Linked DNA regions of Mus musculus: regions 2 and 3 are each linked to region 1. The links are chromatin contacts, called in public HiChIP or PLAC-seq maps. All regions are on one chromosome and are shown on one strand. Each heading gives the region's core, a stretch centred on a gene start, on an enhancer-like site or on the middle of the called end of the contact. The rest is flanking DNA. Distances are from core to core; before and after follow the strand shown. Region 1 has its middle 59 kb from the start of Gm46687. Region 2 has its middle 110 kb from the start of Atp6ap2. Region 3 has its middle 68 kb from the start of Gm14635.

What was found. HiChIP or PLAC-seq counts read pairs in DNA pulled down with a chosen protein or histone mark.
Region 2: a contact with region 1 is called in an H3K27ac HiChIP or PLAC-seq map of DN3 thymocytes, with 5 times the contacts expected there. The contact joins two enhancer-like sites. A contact is called at or near these places in 2 of 115 datasets of contacts at active chromatin or transcription factors (DN3 thymocytes and embryonic stem cells).
Region 3: an H3K27ac HiChIP or PLAC-seq map of DN3 thymocytes shows a contact between it and region 1, with 4 times the contacts expected there. The contact joins two enhancer-like sites. A contact is called at or near these places in 3 of 484 Hi-C or Micro-C datasets (cerebral cortex and cortical neurons) and 1 of 115 datasets of contacts at active chromatin or transcription factors (DN3 thymocytes).

The regions. Positions count from the first base shown.
Region 1 is chrX:12,148,982-12,153,611 of GRCm38.p6, forward strand. It overlaps a transcript of Bcor not described here. Among named protein-coding and RNA genes, the nearest start is that of Gm46687, 59 kb to the left of the region's middle. Within about 2 kb of position 2,845, at least 84 of the 459 cell types and tissues checked have an H3K27ac peak or open chromatin away from gene starts, as enhancers often do. A contact at or near this core is called in DN3 thymocytes, where this site is marked.
Region 2 is chrX:12,476,456-12,481,085 of GRCm38.p6, forward strand. No RefSeq gene overlaps it. Among named protein-coding and RNA genes, the nearest start is that of Atp6ap2, 110 kb to the right of the region's middle. Within about 2 kb of position 2,841, at least 14 of the 459 cell types and tissues checked have an H3K27ac peak or open chromatin away from gene starts, as enhancers often do. A contact at or near this core is called in DN3 thymocytes, where this site is marked.
Region 3 is chrX:12,420,474-12,425,103 of GRCm38.p6, forward strand. No RefSeq gene overlaps it. Among named protein-coding and RNA genes, the nearest start is that of Gm14635, 68 kb to the left of the region's middle. Within about 2 kb of position 2,723, at least 3 of the 459 cell types and tissues checked have an H3K27ac peak or open chromatin away from gene starts, as enhancers often do. A contact at or near this core is called in DN3 thymocytes, where this site is marked.

The DNA of each region.
Region 1 (4,630 bases), core at 1,595-4,094:
AGTAGGTGTGAAGGCCCACCTGTAATTCTAGCTTCCTAGGGAGGAGATGAAGCAAGCTGGCTTTTGAGACTAGCCATATCTGCTGCTCAGTGAATAACAAACACAAGAAAATGTGTGTGAGGAGGCTCTTGTCAGACATTCATAAAGGCTCTGGGTTTGATCTCCAGTGTCACAAGTAATACGACCTACAACGAGGAGAGAGATATGGCTGAATTGTGGGTGTCTGGTGAGGACAGGGTTGGGGAAGCTAAGAACTGGGGAGCTCTAGAACAAGCCAGAATTCCGAACAACCATGACAAGAACCAGGCAGAACTCAACCCTTTCCCTGCCTAATTCTAGGGGATAGACTTGTCATTGATTAAATACAACCATGCTAGACAAGCAAGGGTCAGGACTGAAGGGACATCTCTTAGACCACAACTGCTGGCCATTCTTCTCTGGCAGCCTGGCCTCAGGGCAGGAGTCTTAGTCCCCTGTGTAGAAACTAAGACCAAAGGCTGGAAAGGCTCCCTCCAATTGTTCACAGCTTTGGGACAGCCTGCCTGTGCCTCTAATGTACACTTTCAGGAGCTTTGAGATAGTCTCACACTGTACCTGGCGCTCACTATATAACCCAGGTTAGCTCATGTAGTGTGGGGATTACACCATAAGCCACCATACTTGATGGATGCACATTTGGAAACAATTCTTCCTCCTTTCCCCTCTCTTTCCTCCTTTTCTGGTGGTCCTAGCTAAAGCACACCCCCAAACCAATAAGTGGGCCCCAAAGCACCCATTACTAAACCACCAGTCCTATATGCAATCCTTTCTTCTAATTCAAACTCCAAGCCAGCAAGACTCAGACTCAGCCAAGGGCTACAATCCCTGCCCCTTCCCCAGGGCTGCATTCCAGACACCCAGTCCTCACTATCCTTACAGGACAAAGCCAGGGTAGATACTGAGAGTTTATTATGACCTTCCTAGAACTTCCTGTGCAATTTCTTCATCTGATATTTTCCTAACCTTGTGAACATAGACATTCTCATGCCCATTTTACAGATGAGGAAACCGAGGTCCCGGGAGATTAAACACTGTTTGGGGCAGAGCTCTTATGTCAAACCTAAATATATCTTGCTTTCCCACCACAGCTGTGATCGCCCAAACATTTGAATGGCTTACTTTGTGCCAGGTCTACAGACAAATAAAATAGTTGCTGCTCTTGCAAGTATTAAACTCTGTAGAGCTTAGCAGGGAGCAGTGGCATAGAGAGATAGTTCGAGTACCTCTGGAAATGTCCTGAACACCTCACCTTACATGGCCACTCACAGCCTCAGTGCTAGCTGCTGGCTGCCCTGTATGCCTCTCTTTCTATGGGGTCTGTACCCACACACCTAACAGCAGCCCTGGCCTCCTCACCCCCCCCCCCAACTGACCTGATTGGGTAACTTATTAGGCCTCCGAGGTCCGAGGTACAGGAGAAGAAAGCTTAGACTCTGGCAACCTCAGGCTGACTTGGTTGAGAAATGGGCTCAGGGGCCCCCCGGCACACATGCTGAGAGGCCCTTGCAAGGTTTTCATTGCTGCCTGTTAAAGGGCTTTGGGCTTCCTCTGATGAAAGGCGTTTAAGTGCATCTGGTTATGATTACAGGGGAGGAGAAAGCCAGGCGGTCTCTGGGGCTTTGGACCAGTCATCTGGCTCTGCCTTCCTCCTCCCAGCAGAGCTGGCTGCTGGTGAGGCCAGGAGGCCAGGTGTGGGGGCAGGCAGGAAGCAGAGGCAGTCAAGACCCTCCGACTCTCCAAGACGCCTGACCCAGGCCCTGGCTCTAGCAAGCGGCATTCCCAGAAACAGGCTGGTGACTCACAAATGCCAGGCTCTTCTGAGAAAGCCAAGCTGGGGTGGCGGGTGCCCACCTCTACCCAACAGCTCTTTCCTGATTTCTACCCGCTTCAATCCTGTCCCAAGAACCTGAGACCCCCTCTGCCCTGCTCCCTCTGAGTACAGCCTTTTGCCTCAAGAGTTTCTGAAAATGATTTAAAATGAAGGGGGCGAGGAGGAAGCATCCTAAAAACGCACTTTTGAAAAGAAAAAAAAAAAAAAAAACCTCACCTCAACCGGTTTTTTTTCTTTTCAGCTAGTCTGGTATAATTTTCCATAAAACAAAAGAATAAACATTACAAACGTTCGCTCACACTGTAATGAACAACCATTCTTAAAGAAGGGACGAGATTAATATGAAAAATAGGTTGTCCCAAGCCACCGTGTGTCCCGCACCTGTCTCTGTGTGTGCATAAAAAAAGCTCTTGGGGGATCGGATGGGTTAAACACCCTCTCAGTCCTAGAAACGAAAATGCATTTTCTTCTTCCCGCCCTGGTTTAATCCTGCTGCGTGTTATTATTGTCAAGTCTCTTCGCACCACCGTTTCTAAAAAGAAAACCCGTGGGTCTGCACGGCCCTCTGCCGCCTGCTCGGCTTTTATTGTGCACGCAGCAGGGTCTGCGTGGATCCAGCACGTCGTGACAGTCTTGCAGGCGCTCGCGGACACCCTCGGAATGGCATTTCGATCTGAGCTAGGAGCATTGTCTCAGAGGACACACACACACACACACACACACACACACACACAGGGGTTGCAGACCCCTTAGCCAGCCCTTCTCGTAACCCATAATTAGAGATGACCTTTGAGAAAGGCAATTAAAATATGGTAATGATCGATGCACTTGCTTGTTTCCAAAAAGGCAAATAAATAAAACAGGTGCTAGCTTTAGCCAGCTCCACCTGGCCGGGCCGGGGAGACTCCTGTGGCTCATGAATGAACTCTTTCTCCAGAGAAGCTTCAGCTACCTACGTGAGCGAGGGTTCCACCCCCTACTACTTTCTCTTCCCCTCCCCCACCCACGCTCGAGCAGCCGGGAGCTTGCTGACGGCAGCGGGGCTTTGTCATCGACACGCACACATCGACACGCACACGCACGCACCGGGCCACCGCGGGACTGCGGCGGCTGCCCTGTTGTGGCCTGGCTCACCGCGTTCTCCTCCCCGCCCCCTCTTTTAAAGAGCTGCTCGGGACCCTTTCTTTCCATCCTTTCCATGGGCCTTTGCGGCCAGTAATATGGGGGTGGGGGTTCCCTCCGGGTGCGGGATGGGCAGAGAGGACTCTGAACCCAAAAAGAGGTCAGGATACGCGGACCCCACGGCTTTGTTTTGCCCCTTGCTCCTGCCCTGAGGTCGGCAAAGCCCTCGCCAAGCTAAAGATCTACTGGCAAATAGGCAGGCGCATTGGAAAATACCAGCACTTCCCCAGGACCAAAGCGGACTGTGACCCCCTACACCCCTGAATTCACTCGGGGTTTGGTCTGGGTGGAGAGCATGTCCCCCCGCCCCCCGCAGGATCTCCCTTCCACAAGTGGCTATCCCAACCCAGACAAATTGCAGCGTCATTATGGTGGCTCCTGTTGCTTGAGGCCTCGGGGTTACTTGGGCTTCACACGCACCCCACTTCTACACTGAGGAGAGGGCCGGGGTGGGGGGGGGGGGAGAGGGGCAGGAACCCGGGATCCCTGGGGACTGCCTGGAGGAGAAACCGCATCGGGCCTTCTTCCCATTCCTCCCGGCTGCCTTCCGGGACCATGAGCACGGAGCCAGGGCGGCCTCTCGCCTTTCATTACCGGGCCTACGAAAGCAGCAGCCCAGGCAAATATGTAGCTATTAAAATTAATCGCCCTGCGTTGTCAGCTGAACATAATGCAAATTATTTATGGGCTGTCTGCGCAATATTTATCATCGTGCAGGCTCCAGGCGCTTAGTGCCTTCTGGCCTACCCCGCCCGCCCTGGCCCGCGGAGGCCGAAGATGAACGCAGGCTGCAGCGGCCCAAGGGAAGATCTGGGCACCCCAATAGTCTTCCCAGGACGAGGCTGTGTATCAGTCTGTCTTCCAGGCCCAGAGATTCACTTTAGTTTCTATCGTACATTGCTAATATTTTTGGAGGCCTACTACGTGCAAAATTGACAGGCCTGAGAAACTAAGGGTGTGTGTGTGTGTAACCATTTTAAACACACTTCTGAATCACAGGCAGGACGTGAGTTCGAGCGGCGATGCAAGCAGATCTTTGACTGCCTAAGAGAGTCTAATGAGACCTCAAATCAGTGCCCCATCTGGGAAACCCAGTTCTCCAAAACTGGATTTGCACTGGAAGAAACTATGGGCATTGGATGTGCCCAACAGATCCCGGCTCAATTGGAACAGGAATTCGGCATCCTCCGAGCCCTAGAACTTGTTTGGTGACCGCAGATAACAGATTAACTGCTAATAGTCGAAATCCGCCGAGCGTTTAGTTTATCACTGCTGGGGGCCCTAGGTATTCATTGCACTTTTTTTATATGTAAAAACAGCCTTGCTACCTCCCAAACGGCTTTTGTTTCTCTTTCAAATACAGTGCTCTCGAAAACAGCAGCAACACGCCACCCCGCCCCCTCTCCAACCTCGCCTTCTGGTTTAAAAAACACAAAACAAAACAAAAACCAGGAGGAAAAATAATCTATAAGACAATCCCCCCCTACTGGTCGGCGCTGGCCTAGGGGCTTTTTCCGCAGACCGAGTCGCCCAAGGCTGCCGAGGTAAACAAGCTTTCTGAACCTCGGTTAAATCACA
Region 2 (4,630 bases), core at 1,591-4,090, 330 kb after region 1:
TAGCTTGCAGATCTTGCCTTTTCTACCTGGATTAGTCTGCCGGCAGCCATCAGATACAGGCGTCTTCCAGTGACAAGGGAGTGATGGATTTCCCCCATTACTTACTCTCAATGCTTTTGTTAGTTTGCATTTTATGCAGTCTTATGTAATGGAAAAGAATTCTGCAAGGCAGGCACACTGGGCAAGGCCACTGCACAGAAACTGCATTCCTTACACACCTGCAGCCACCCTGCTGGAGCCCATCTGTGTTCTGCTGGTGACATTCACGGCCCTTCCAGATGATAAGAGAGCACAGGCAAGGGGGATGCTGGCCTCCATGGAGGCCTCTCTGCCTGGGTGTTTGGACCACTGGCTTTTAAAGAAGAAGAATAGCAAGGTCTTTAAGGGAAAAAAAGCAAGAGAAGGGATGAAGGAAATGAATGCAATCCAAAGATGTCTGAACGCATAGGAAAGGTTGCTCAGCAACTGAGCATCCAGCTAGTGCATTGTGGGTAGCACTGCCCCTCCTGAGGTGCAGTAAGGTGCAAATGAGGACACTAAGTTCTAATCAATTTGTGGAGTAAGTGGAACTGTACAGGCCACTGATGGATGTATGGCTGATGCAGTAACAACGGAGCCAGAGCAGAGGCTAGCTCTGTGACCTGCTCAAGGAATCCCACTCTTAGATAAAAATACCCATAGTGAGCACATGTGTGTTCCTCCCCAAACAGGAGAAGTGTTCTCCTTTATGGCACTACTCACAGCAAAGCATATTAGTCCACAGCTGTAAACCCAGCACTCAGGAGGGTTACTACAAGTTAAAGGCCAGCCAAGGGTATAGAGTGAGACTTGGTCTCAAAAACAAGCACAGTCCTATGCACATTAATCCAACTTTGATATGAGCATCCCACAATCATAAGAATAGAATAGGTAAATGAGTTGTGCTGTCGTTATGCTACACACAGACACACACACAAAAAAGACAGACTGACTTGAGATGACTAAGTGGGTAAGGTGTTTTCCACTAAGCATGATGATATGAGTTCTAATCCCACCACCCATGGAAGGAAGGCACACAGCAGTGCAAGCCTAGGCCTGAGGAGGAGGAGGATACCTCAGACTCACTACCCAGCAAATCTAGCCCAATTGATGAGGCCCAGATTCCATGAGAGACCTTGTTCCCAAATAAGGTGGAGAATAATTGAAGAAGACACCCAATGTCAACCTCTGGCCTCTACAAGCACATGCATAAGGACGTGAACACACACATATATACACACATACACAGAAAGGGCAGACTGCCTTTAAATACAATAGTATGGAACTTCCACATATGTTAATATGGAGGAAAAAATACAAGCACAGAAGTACCTGAGATGCTATCTCACTTATACGAAGCTTAAGGCTCAAATAATCCGTGGTGGCAGAAACTGGGAAAAAATGATGGCTTACTGACTGATTTTTTCACCACCTACTGTCTGGGCCTCCTAGTCTTGAAGGTGCAACAGAGCAGGTTCCTTTTGAGGAAGAAGACTCGTTTCCCCACCTTCTACCAGCTTCTCCTCATTTTTCTGACCATCTCTAGCATCCACAGGCTTGTAGATACATCTCCTTTCTCTCATCTTCATGCTCTATCTCTCACACAAGTCTGTCTATGTAGACAAATACAAGAATGTTGTAAATATTTAACATTAATGGGGGGGGGGGTTCTACCCCGCCTTTGATCATTCAGTTCCCAGATAAAAGACAAAAACTTTTAAAAAATGATTATTAGATATTTTCTTTATATACATTTCAAATGCTATCCTGAAAGTTCCCTATACCCTCCCCCTGCCTTGCTCCCGTACCCACCCACTCCCACTTCTTGGCCCTGGCAATTTCCCTGTGCATATAAAGTTTGCAATACCAAGGGGCCTCTCTTCCCAATGATGACTAGGCCATCTTCTGCTACATATGCAGCTAGAGACACGAGCTCTGGGGAATACTGGTTAGTTTATATTGTTGTTCCTCCTATAGGATTGCAGATCCCTTCAGCTCCTTGGATACTTTCTCTAGCTTCTCCATTGGGGGCCCTGTGATCCATCCAATAGCTGACTGTGAGCATCCACTTCTGTATTTGCCAGGCACTGGCATAGCCTCATATGAGACAGCTATACCAGGGTCCCTTTAGCAAAATCTTGCTGGCATATGCAATAGTGTCTGGGGCAAAAACTTTTATATTTATAATAATCCTTAATCAGCACCAGAGCTGAGCAGATATCTACTCTCTATGATATTATGTCTACTTCCCTGCCAATAACCCCATGATATGACTTGCCATGTTGTGGTGGTTTGAATATGCTTGGCCCAAGGAATGGCACTATTACGGCACATATTCTTCCTGGGCTGCCCTCATAGCCAGTTCTCATGATCCCTTACCCCATTGCATCTTCTCCTCTCTCCGCCTTCTCCCTCTTCACCTTTGTGGTCCTGCCTCAAACCCCAAGCCTGGGAACTGGAATTCTACCTACCTCTCTTCTGCCCAGCTATAGGCTGTAGATATCTTTATTCAACCAATAGTTTTAAATTTAGAAACAAGGTTACATAGCATTACTTGGTGTACATAAAAATTCCCTCATCCCTGAGGCAACTAAATCTTATAGGCCAGTATTTAGCATTACAATACACAGCAAAAGAGCAAACCTCAACACAAGGACCCCGGCTATATTGGCCCCTAGTAGTCGTATGTTAGCTTGATGATTTCCATAAAGATCCTATCTTCAGATAAAGTCACTTTTCTATATACTAAGAGTTTAGAGTTGGACACAGATTTGGGGGCAGAGGGGACAAGGAAAAGCACTCTACCTTTTACACTCTGCTCACCCACTGTATCTGAACACACCTGCTGGAGTGAGCAGTCGCTTGTCAAGAAGACTGCCTGTTTCTATGCAGGAAGTGGAGTTGCAGGTGGCCGGGAGAAGATTAAAGCCCATCTGCCCCGACCCTCCACTTCCAAGAATGAGAAAGGAGAAGCTACAGAAGCGCAGGTGCAGGAGCCATTCTGAGGCCACCCAGGGCCCCCAGCTTTTGCGGTGCCAATTTCATAGCACATGGCAAAAGGCAGAGGCTGTAAGCTGGGGCCTTCATGACCGTAGGCAGAATAGACTTAAGATGATAAACAAGCTTCTTTTCAATTACTTCCATCATACGGGAATTTGCATTTTGTTTTCTTGGTTTTGGCATGGTCTCCCTATATAGCTTTGACTGGTCAGGTATTCACTATGTAGACCAGGCTAGCCTTTCAGTAATTCTCTTGACTCAGTCATCCAATTGCTGGCATTACAGGTGTGCACATGCTGGACTAAAGATACAGTATTTTTTTTCCAGTGCAAAGAAGGCAGAAGGGGTCACAGTGAAACACACATTTCCTCCACACTATGCCAAAGTCCTGTTAGCCTATGTCCCTCAGATTTTCCCAAACATATTGATCATATCTACATACTGTTTTGCTTTGTGGTGCTGAAAATACAACCAGGGTTGGGCCACACATACGTGCTGTGTGTGTGTGTGTGAGAGAGAGAGAGAGAGAGAGAGAGAGAGAGCTCATGGGAACTCCATTTGTGCTAGGCATCCATCTTGGTACCAAATAACCATTTATCTGTGATTTGGGTCCCTGAGAGATTAAGTTCCCAGCAACCCTGAGCCCACCCACCCCTGAAATGTGCATCTGTCGTCATCTGCTCTGTGATGATGACTAACTGCTGTTTGGTTGGTTGGGTTGGGTTGGTTTCCTTTTTAGTTTGTGTAGCTTGCTAAGGCAGATATTCAAGGACTTCTTGTGAGTTTGGCCTTTAAAATTCCTTTCTTCACCCACCTCTTGGTGGAACATATCTGATAGAGCTGTAGCCCTGCTAGCAGTTCTAACAAATTTGGCTAATTACAGTCTGAATTGAGTCTGGGGGGGGGGGTCTTTCCTTCGTGGTCTGAAATTCCACAACATATGTATCTGTATGTGGAAGCTAGAGGTCAGTACTGGATGTCTTCTTCTGGTCCTGTCGGCCTTATAGTCTGCTATTCCTTTTAGTATTATTGTGGGTATCAGTGCTCATGAGAGGGGTGGGAGGTACATGTGTGCCACAGCATGAGTGTGGATGTCAAAGGACAAGTTTGTGGCGTCTGTTCTCTCCTTCCAGAGAGCAAACTCAGGTCACCAGGCCTGTGTTGAATACTTTGACTATTCTTGGCTGTCAGCCTGACTACATCTAGAATTAACTAAAACCCAAGTGGCTGGGCACACCTGTGAGGGATTTTTTTTTCCTTAATTAAATCATTTGAAGTGGGTAGACCTACTTTTTAATTTTCCCTTTTATTAAAAATAGATTTTTTTTCCTCACACAATATATCCTGATTGCAGTTCTCCTCCGAGTTTCTCCCCACACGTCCCCCTCCCATCCAGATCCACCCCCTTTCTCTCTCATTAGAAAAGTAACAGGCAGGCTGGAGAGATGACTCAGCGGTTAAGAGCACTGACTGCTCTTCTAAAGGTCCTGAGTTCAAATCCCATCAACCACATGGTGGCTCACAACCATCTGTAATGAGATCTGACGTCCTCTTCTGGAGTGTCTGAAGACAGCTACATTGTACTTACATATAATAAATAAATCTTTGGGCT
Region 3 (4,630 bases), core at 1,473-3,972, 270 kb after region 1:
ATCACGCTAGGCATAATTATGACCTGGTTATTGTTTTTGTTTGTAAATTAACCATGACATAAGGTGATATGATCATGTGTCAAGTTGACAAGGGAGACTTGTGATGGCTATTTTTGGGTGTTAACTTGACTACATCTGGAATTAACTAAAACCAAAGTGGCTAGGTACACCTGTGAGGGATTTCCCCCTCAATTAAATCATTTGAAGTAGGAAGACCCACTTTTAATCTGGATCTTTTGAGGTGAGATTCACCTTTAATCTGGACCACACCTTCAGTTTGCAGCCTATGTAACAGATACGGAAAAAGAAAGCTTGCATTTTGCCTGCTTGCTCTGGCTTTTGCTGGCAACTCCATTTCTTCACTGGCCTTAGAGCCTACTTCTTCAGGATTCTGGCATATACTGAAGACCAGCTGAGACACCCAGTCTCGTGGACTGAACAACTACTTGATTCTTCTAATAATCCCTTCCTTCTTTCCCTATCATCTTTGGTTGGCCCTGTTTCTGTAGAAGACCTCTACTAATGTAGATCTTGGTATCAAGAGATTCAGAACATGATTTTAAGGGGAGGTACTTGAATTGGTCCTGGAATTTCTGAAATCAGTGCTTTAATTAGACTTAAAGATGCTCATAGCTTCCTTTCCAGGAGTAAAGAGATCCCTGATAATCCATGGTGGCATCTGGCAGTAGAGTTTACCAAAACATCACTGTTGGATAGTCCCAATGAGGTATTGTGTCTGTGCTATTATTTTGAACAATTTTTCAAACTAATAAATATAATGAAACAAATTGTTTTCTCCTACTGTTGAACAGTGTGAGAAGGAGGCATGAGCTCATGAATCCAAATTCCCAGTTCAAGAGCTGCCCAAATGCTCCAAAAGTGTCTCTGTGTATTGGGGCAGAGACCCTTATCTCTTATAGCCATAGGGCTGAGACTGCAGAAAATACAATCAAGGCCTTTCTCCCTGGACTGGCCAAATTGCAGTGTATGCTCAATGCTCATCCCCGCAAAAGTGCAGAATGCTCAACATCTGCCCCCAACACACACCCCAAAGTGTTTACTTTTAAAATAAGGACCAAAATGGGGAAGGAATGGAATCCTGAAAACCATGGTATGGGATGATGTTATAAGTCTGAAGACATCCACTTCCCCCACCCAAATTCAGATAAGTCCTGTCTGCCAGTCGTAGAGGCATCCTGAGTGGAGTAACCCCACCCCCAAGAATTCTCATCTATCTCCCATGATGTGGCCCTAGTAGTTCGGGAGGAAGACACTAGTAGCTTGGCCCAGGGTCCAAGCTCCTCAGCTCCTCCACCCACACTGTCCTCTTAGGAATTACATTACTATATAGGCAGTATAAGGACTCAGGAGGCAGGAATCTAGTGATTTAGGCAGGATAACTTGGAATCACATCACCTGGGGCCAAATCATAACTTTTCAAAGAAGAACCTTGGATATCAGTTTCACTTTCTATGAAATGGTGTTGGTATTCGTCAAGGTTCTCTAGAGAAGCAAGCAATAGACTAGTATAGCTTTTTGGAATACACCAGGGTCCTTCCTCAAGGGATACAGGTATGAAAGAGGACTCATGGACCCAAATATCCGGGTTATTTCTGAATCCTGGAAGTCAACAGGACTATGGCACTTTAAATGGATAGTGGAGTCACTCCTAAGCGAACAGCTCCACTATTGTGTGATCTGAGTGTTGGCGGGTACTCTCAACTGCAGAAGAAAGATCATGGGTAGAGACATCTTACCACTGGAATCCAGGTCTTGTCCTTCATTGGAAGACTCAGGCAAGCTCCTAAAGTCTTGAGTTCTGTTTCTGTAGAAGGGACCCCACTTCTTAGGATTTCTGGGCTATTTAACTAGGTGACCCAGACATAGGGTTAATGTAAGGCACCACCGTGTGCAAAGTTTCCTTGTCATCCTTTCCCAGCTGGATGATAAGCCACGCCCTTCATTTCTTTCTTCTTTCCTTTGAGGAGCCCAAACTCGAAGGGGTATCAGCTTCTCCTCGCAATGCTTTGATTTGCCTTCTCTCTCCATGCTCTTCTTTGTTTCCTGGTTTCTTCTCCCAGTTCCTGTCCGGACTCAATTGGTGGTTGCTGAGAAAGGATCTTTCTGGATGCAGGTGCTCAGTTTTCTAAGGCTACATTTTCACCAGCTTTCCTTAGCTGAAGCAAAGGCCTCTCTCTTAGTTTTGCTTTGGCCACTGTAATCAAACACTCTGACCAAAAATAACTCAAAGACGAACCTTATTTTTACACTTTTCCACTTCAAGCTCACTAACCCATCATTGGGGGAAGTCGGAGCAGGAACTCAAGCAGGAGCGGAGGCAAAAACCACAGAGGAAGCTATGGCTCCTTGGCAGATCACTTTCATATACAGTTCAGGCTCACCTAGGATGGTACTACCCAGAGCGAGCTGGTAACTCTCCCCATATCTGGGAGATCATAACTGGATATCAAGAGCATGTCCATGGGGCTAGCTGAAAGAGACTATTCTTCAGTTGAGGTCCTCTCTTCGTGGGTGTGTCAATTTGACAACAAAGATTAGCCAGCCCTTTCATTTTTGATTGGATATCACGTGACTGTTCCAGAGGTACAAAACTCCTCAAGCACCTCCAGGGGTGTCTTCACTCACGTGCACACACACACACACTTAAAAATGATCAAAAGTAAACCTAACAGCCAAATCTAGAATGATCAAAAGACTTAGAGTCTTCGTCAAGAAGGATGCCAGGTGGCAAATCAACAGGAAAAGATGTTCAGCATCATGAGCCATTAGGGAAAAGAACATCAGCGCCATGAGGACTTACCACATACCTGTCACAGTGGCTAAAGCAAAATACATCAGTGTGGGCCACTGAGATGTCTCAGCAGGTAAAGGCTCTTGCTGCCAAACCTCATGACCTGAGTTTGATCCCTTGGAACCACATGCTAAAAGGAGAGAGCTAACGCCCCTCAATTGTCCTCTCACTACCAAACAGGTGCCATGATCCGTGCACTTTCCAATGCACAAACGAATGAACGAAGAAATGTGAATTTAAAATCATAAAAATGCCAGAGTAGCTAGAATACTACACGCACACACACACACACACACACACACACACACACACACACACGAAATTGTCAAAGAGCAGAATTTGTTAACTAAAAAAAAAAAAAAGCCACAGACCATATAAGTGTTGATGAGAAGATAAAACAGCTGAAACTTTCATGCATTGTGGGTAGAAATGTAAACACAGCACAACCACTCTGAACAGCCTGGAAGTTTCTTATAAAGTGACACACCCCACTTTCACATGACCTAGCCAGGTCTTACCCGTGGGAAAAAAATGTGGGATCTACCAAAATCTGCCTGCAGATGTGCACATCAACTTTCCCATACATGCCCCCAACTATCCTTCCATGACTGAAGGAGCCACCAGCCATGCAGCCCAGCTGGAGATCCTCACGCCTGAGGTGGATCTCAATGGCATCGAGGTCAGATGCCAGTTTGCAGTGGCCCACATGCTGCATGACCTCACTTACATGGCATTCTGGAAAAGTCATCACTAGAATGGCAGAGGGTGGATACGAGCTACTAGCTATCAAGGGGTAAGTGCTTGATTACAGAGGAATTTCCAGGATCGTGCAGCTAACCATTTCATGTCCTGATTGAACTAGTGAGTGCAAGAACCTACATGTATGTTCAAAGTTACAGGACTGGGCTCAAGAGATGGCTCAATGGATAAAGTGGAGGTTGTCCACTAACCTCTATATGCATCCTGTGGACCACTCCTTACACTCACACATATATCATGGTAATGTACTGTGCTCGTCATATAAACCATCGTGCACATAAACACCCAAACACACATGCACACAGGTGAGTGTGTCCACTAATAAACTAAAGAGCTAGTACAATCCGTTTATTAGTAAAAGACATTATTTCATTTTTCTTAAAAAGAAATTATAATAAGTATTACTATTATTTTCTCTCTCTCTCTCTCTCTCTCTCTCTCTCTCTCTGTGTGTGTGTGTGTGTGTGTGTGTGTGTGTGTGTGTGTGTGTGTGTGTGTGTGTGTGTACAAGTGCCATGGCCTGTGTGTGGAGATCAGAGGACAACTCTGAGGTATGGCTTCCCCTCTTCCACCTTTATGTGGGCTATAGAGATGGAACTTGGTTACCAGGTGTTCATGGCAAGTCCACAGAAACACCTTGCCTGGCTCCCACTCCTCTTTCTGTGTTGTTACTTTCATATGTATGGATATTTTGCCTCCATGTATATCTTTGCACCTGCATGCCTGGTGCCCAAGGAGATCAGAAGAGGGCACTGGAGTCCCTAAAACTGAACTTACAGGTGCTTGTGAGCCACCACATGGGTGCTGGGGGGTCAGACCTGGGTCTTCTGCAAGTTCAGTCAGTGCTCTTAAGGGCTGAGCCATCTCATCAGCCTCCCCTCCTCCTTCACACACACATTCCAATTCCCCCTTTAAAGAGGGGGATGTGATGAGTTCTCAGGTGTTATAAAGCTATTTATAACTTGGAGAAGGTAGACAGTAAAGTGATTTGCTTTAAAAGAGAACATTTACTTGTGAGGTGGGGGCATGCTATGGTGCATGTGTGTGCAAGGTAAAGGA